Linked DNA regions of Rattus norvegicus: region 2 is linked to region 1. Evidence: chromatin contacts called from public Hi-C data. All regions are on one chromosome and are shown on one strand. The core of a region is the stretch at or near the end of the contact, and the rest is flanking DNA. Distances in the headings are between cores, read along the strand shown. Region 1 overlaps Samd4a (sterile alpha motif domain containing 4A). Region 2 overlaps Dlgap5 (DLG associated protein 5).

What was found. Hi-C and Micro-C count contacts between places; a contact is called where the count stands out from the background.
Region 2: a contact with region 1 is called in a Hi-C map of the A7r5 cell line, with 4 times the contacts expected there. The contact joins two enhancer-like sites. A contact is called at or near these places in 5 of 12 Hi-C or Micro-C datasets (the A7r5 cell line, Schwann cells, frontal cortex and 1 more).

Annotation. Positions count from the first base shown.
Region 1 is chr15:22,811,138-22,813,837 of GRCr8, reverse strand. It overlaps Samd4a (sterile alpha motif domain containing 4A), which reads right to left. Exons shown (of 12, transcript NM_001399774.1): 9 at 290-491. Among named protein-coding and RNA genes, the nearest start is that of Samd4a, 85 kb to the right of the region's middle. Within about 2 kb of position 1,352, at least 21 of the 93 cell types and tissues checked have an H3K27ac peak or open chromatin away from gene starts, as enhancers often do. A contact at or near this core is called in the A7r5 cell line, where this site is marked.
Region 2 is chr15:23,114,847-23,117,546 of GRCr8, reverse strand. Dlgap5 (DLG associated protein 5) reads left to right here. Exons shown (of 19, transcript NM_001135802.1): 16 at 230-290; 17 at 1,171-1,411; 18 at 2,388-2,434. Among named protein-coding and RNA genes, the nearest start is that of Lgals3, 16 kb to the right of the region's middle. Within about 2 kb of position 1,341, at least 3 of the 93 cell types and tissues checked have an H3K27ac peak or open chromatin away from gene starts, as enhancers often do. A contact at or near this core is called in the A7r5 cell line, where this site is marked.

The DNA.
Region 1 (2,700 bases), core at 103-2,602:
AGGTGATGGTATGTTGGGGCAGGGCACAGATCAAGCAGAAGTAGACTTTTCATGCCTGTCTACAAAGGCCCATGTAGAACTAGTTTTCCCAAGCAACAGCCATGGGGTTTCAGTTTCCAGGGAAACAACACCAACAGTGGTTACCTAGGAAGCATAGACTCGGCTATCCCCCTGGTTTAGATCCCTTGGGGTCATCTCTTTCGATCTGGAGACTGTCCAGGTTAGGGACATCTTAAAGCCTCGACCCCTGAGCTCTGTCAACCTCCCTGATCCCCAGAGCAGAACAAACCTGTCTTCCTTGTTTCATGATGGTGGGGTTGGCAGCAGTGTGGCGCTGGTTGGAGCTGACAAATCCACTGGTGCCCAAGAGACCAAGGCGGGCAGAAGGGACGTTCCGAGATGCGATCTGGTACTGTCGTGGGTTCCGTCTACCCATGCCACTGCCCACAGAGCTGGCCGTCGGGAGGGAGTTGGACTGTCCAAAGCCACGACTGTGAAAGCAAAGAGAAGGGATCCAGAGGCATGCTCTAGCCCTACACAGCCCAGGCTGCCTGCCAGTGGGGGCCTCTTTGGGACTGACAGTTAAGTGGCTTGGGGGTGCCAATAATAGGCTATGATTGAAACTGTACCTCATATCTAAAACAACAGCACATGCTAGATGTTGGAGCCTGCACACTACTCTTAGTCCACACGACAACCCTAGGAAGTAAGCTTCCTAATCTTCACAGAGAGAAAAACCCAGAACGCTTGAGAATTTTGACATCGCCACACAGCCAGCAGGGGGCAGCACTCAAATATGAACCCAAAAGGGGAGACCATTCTCCTGCGTTCTCCTATTCTTGTCTCAGCCAACCTGTGGGTCTGTGCATGAGGGCATGGCGCCTTTCAAGAAGCCACAAAGCAAAAATAGTCGAATCAGTATCAGAATGGGATCTGATTCCGTTTGTAATCTTCTCCTTCTTCCCCTATAGCATGGTTCATTTCTTATCAGGTTGTCGGTGAGCAGTCTTGGATGGAGGGCCCGATTGAAATATGAGCTCTGTAAGAAAGGACTGCGTGTGTCTTCCTCAGCCCCTAAGGCCCAGCCCCGAGGCAAGGAGACAGCGTTTTGCACAGTATATGCTGTTTGAAAGTGGGCCATTGTGATATTTCTCCAAATGAGAGGCCACTGGTGTGTGTGGCTGACTCACACACACCCAGGATAGTCCGGTCTCATCGTTCCCCAGACCTTTCCTGCAGGGCGGGCCTCACCAGGGCTGGCAAGACTTCGCTTTTCAGGTCCACACAGGAGACTGCTCCCAGTGGGGTCAGATGAGCTCAGCGGAGAAGCCTCCACCAGCCCCGGGCTTCTGGGAGGCTTCAGGAACCGGCGCATTCTTTCCAAGGGAGTCAGGGAGCTTTAGTTATTCGGGAGCGTGGAGAGGACATGCGTTGCAGGCAACGGCCACTAGATGGAGCAGGGTCGCTTGGTTGCCAAGCTGGGGAGTTTTCTCTAAGCTTGTGAGGAGCCCCTGTCGATGAGCTGACTTAGCTTAGCCGGTGGAGGTCCAGGGGGCCCTTCACAGCAGTCACTTCCTGAGCCAGAGCCGGTTGTGTGTGGGTGTGGGGGAGGTGGTGCTTGAGGTGGCAGTGTAAAAACTCCCAGAGTTTCTAAATTTCTTAGGGAGAGAAGGTTCAGGAAAGGAATCCAGGGAGTCTATCTTCTTCCAGGCTTTTGTGGCCAAGAAAGGTGTTCTAGATTCCATTCTGAAGAGGAGGTTCTTCTTCTCTTGGCTTCTTGGTCTCTTTGTTTAATCTCATCTCCCCTTTCCTCACTGAAGACTGAAAATCAGGGTGAGGCGAGCTAAGAGTGCTTCCATGCAACCAGAGACGCCAGGGAGGTAACTTGAAAAAGTAGCAGCAGGTAGGGATTCCGGCTCTCAGCTGTTAAGAACTGGTCCTCGGGCTTCGGAAGTCAGAATTTGGGCCTCCTGGCAGATAGACGATCAGTATCTGCTAAGACTCCCCAACCCCTTATTTAGTGTGAATAGATTTTTCTCACTTCCCTCTTTGGCTGGATTTTTAGAAGGCAAAACAGTAGTGGATGAATGTCGTGCTAAAATGATTTGTTCTTCCACGAAAGCAACAATGTAGCTTGTAAAAAAATTTTCTGAGACAGGGTCTCACTAGGTAACGAAAGCTAGCCTCAAACTATCCTGTCTCAGCCACCCAAGTGTCTGGGACTACCCAGAAAATCAGACCTGGATCAAGACTGTATTTCCTAGCTACATAAAGGGCAGAGGGGCTCTGTTAGGGGCAGCCATTGAAGAATGGAGAAGCTTGAGATTCCTAACTCAGCTGTTTGGGAGAAGGGAGGAAAGCCCAGAATATTCCAGGGTCTGGGGTGGTGGTGGTTACAGCACAGTGGAGGCAGAATTTAAGAGGCCATCTTTTTCCTGGTGGTGGAGTCCTGCTGTGGGGTCCTGAAAAGGTTACTTTTACAAAGCCAGGTTTGGCAAGAGAGTTGCTGCTGCTGCTGGGAGCTGGAGTGAACTCTGAGGTCAGTTAGGAGCGCTCAGCTTAAGGAAGGAGATTGCTCTGCTTCCCAAGGAAAACCAAAGAGCAAATGAAGCTCCCATCCTCAGACCCGCTCCCCTCCCCCTCCCCCGAGCCCCGGATGCCTCACCTTCTCCCCTTTATGAGTCTAACTGATTTCCTTTC
Region 2 (2,700 bases), core at 92-2,591, 300 kb before region 1:
GGTGGAACCGTATTAGCCTGAGCGGTTGGCATGGGAAGGGGCCTGTGAGCTTCTAGGGAAAGAGGGCGTCGTCTGTGTGGCCATCATAAACTGTCCAGTCTGTACAGAGGAGCAGGCTCCTGGGCCAGGCTCTATGTTCAGTTCCACTATGCAAGCTAGTGGCCTCCATGCAGGGTGGATGACTGTGATGTGTTTCGTTACTGGTGTATAATACCACGGCTCGTTTCAGGTGCAGCCAAGTAGAAGACATCCTGTGTCCCGTACAGCAAGATTCAAGTGACGTAGAGCGTGTAAGTCCTTGTGCGCGGTGGTGGCAGGCAGCCATGGGTGTGGTGTTTATGAAGACACTAACAGGCAGAGTCGTCGTTCCCGTTCGACTGTTCCTTGGGGTGTTTGAAGCCATGCTGTGTTCTTCAGGACACATCAAGATGGCCTCTTTAAAGTTCTTTGAAAGAATTGCTTTCTGTCTCTGTGTTTTGCCTGCATGTATATCTATTCACTGTGTGCATAGTCTCCTGGACCTGGAATTACACACGGTTGTGAGCTGCCATGTGGGTGCTGGGAATCAAACCCAGGCCCTCTGAAGAGCAGCCAGTGCTCTTAACCTCTGAGCCATCTCTTGCCATGGCCTCTAATCTTTGAACCAGATTTGATGGTGACAGTAACTACTCGTCTGTGTTATTACATCTGGTTTCCTTCACTCCGTAGGCCTTGAACTGGAACCTTCTTGCCCCAGAGTCCTGGGGACACCAGGCCCAGTTTGCTCTTGTAATTTACTTTCTCTTCCCAAAAACATGTGCCACTCTGTGCTGAGTGGGCGCTTGCTGAAAAGGCTGCTGTCTTCCTCACGGTGTTCTTTATGATCTGTGCAGATGTCCTGAAGCAAGACAGTGAGACTCAGGACGGTCTTCACACGTTCTGTTTTGTTTTTTCCGGGTAGAGTTTTTCTGTGTAGCTCTGGCTGTCCTGGAACTTGCTCTGTAAACCAGGCTGGCCGAGAACTAGCAGAGATCTGCTTGCCTCCGCCTCCTGAGTGCTGCCTTCCATTCTTTGGATTTTTTTTTTAATATGTCAGCTTTCTTTTTTCATATATTTAATAGCAGTAAAACTGTTTTCATTTGACTCAATTATGGGTGATTGGAATCTATAACGCCCACTTTTTGCCTCTAGGATGTAAATAAGATAAAGGTCAAAATGGAGAGTTTTTCTGTTGCGACAATGAATTTGCCTCTTCCTGCTGGTGAAGTGGCCGGCGATGCTAATAGTAACCAAAAGGACGCAGTCTCGGCTGCAGCCGTGGAAGGAGTGGGCTCTGCAGTCCTCTCCCAGGATGTGCTGATGAGTCACCCTGAGACAAATGCCTTCTCACAGCGTGACTCCTTACAAGAAGGAGCTGAGCTGTCCCAGTCAGGTAAGGTCTTCAGATACAGTGAAGCCGGAAGAGAGGGTGAATGTAGGTGATTGTTGTGGAAGTCTGAGAACCAGGTTCTCACTGTAACTCTCTCATACTAACTAGTTTCAGAATATGTTGTTCTTCAACCAGCGGTGAAGGGCCACACTTATAATCCTGGCAAAAGAGAAACCGAGACAGGAGGCTTACTCCTAGGTCAGGGCCAGCCTGTCCTGCACATAGTGTTCCAGGCCAGCAAGAGCAGCACAGTGAGACCTTGTTTCAAAATGGGAAGAAAAAAAAAAGTGGTGCTTTTAGCACGAAGGCTTCAGAGAGAAGCGCTGATGCGCACTGGAGAGGAGGAGCCTCTGATGTTAGACCTGCTGACGATTAGACTGAGAAAAGTCCCTTCAGCTCTCTTCAGCCCACATCCAGACACTCCTTCAGAATGTTCTGCTTTTCCTCTCTGGTGCATATTGTACTAGGCATTCCTATGTACTATGTAGCGATTGCTCTATTAAGGGAACCGGGCCTCATATTTGTGTTACAATGCAGCGGTGGCCTGATTTTCCTCTGCTATCCTGTAGGTCTGTTGGAGACCTAAGGTAAAGTAAAATGTTACGGCTGTGCAGTCAGTTAAGGTCTTTTACCTGGGTTTCTTTGTGTTGTACATGATCTCACTATGTAGCCCTGGCTGGCCTGCAACTGGCTATGTAGACCAGGATCCAGGACCTCGTGGAGATCCACCTGCCCTGCCTCCTATGTGCTGGGTTACAGTGCTGGGTTACAGTGTGTGCCACCACACTGGCCTCTGTCTGTTCCTCTTCAAGCTCTGGGTCCCTTCAATATTACAAGTATGGTACTTTCTTACAGAAGACTCTTATGCTTAAAGAAAGACTTCACCTGAAATCTAATTGCATTTAAACAGTGTGACATAGTCAAGCCTGGTAGGTCTTTAAAAGAATGTTCTTTTAAAATCATTTCTCTTATTTTTCAGTACTGCTACATAAAAGTCTCACTTCTGAATGCCATCTTCTTGGTCCAGTAAGTTTTCATCTTAACTCTGTTTTGAGTGTGTCTTATTTATGGTTATTGTGAGGGAGGGTGTGTGCATGCCAGAGCATGTGTGGAGGTCAGAGGACAGCGTCGGGGAACCAGTCCTCTTCCGTGGGGTTTCAGGGATGGAACTAAAGTCCTCAGCCCTTTAACTTGCTGAGACCTCTCAACCACCCTGTTTGGTTTCAAAATAGGGTCTAAATTAGAGACCAAGCTGGCCTGAACTCTCCTCTCTGGTACCGAGATTACAGGTG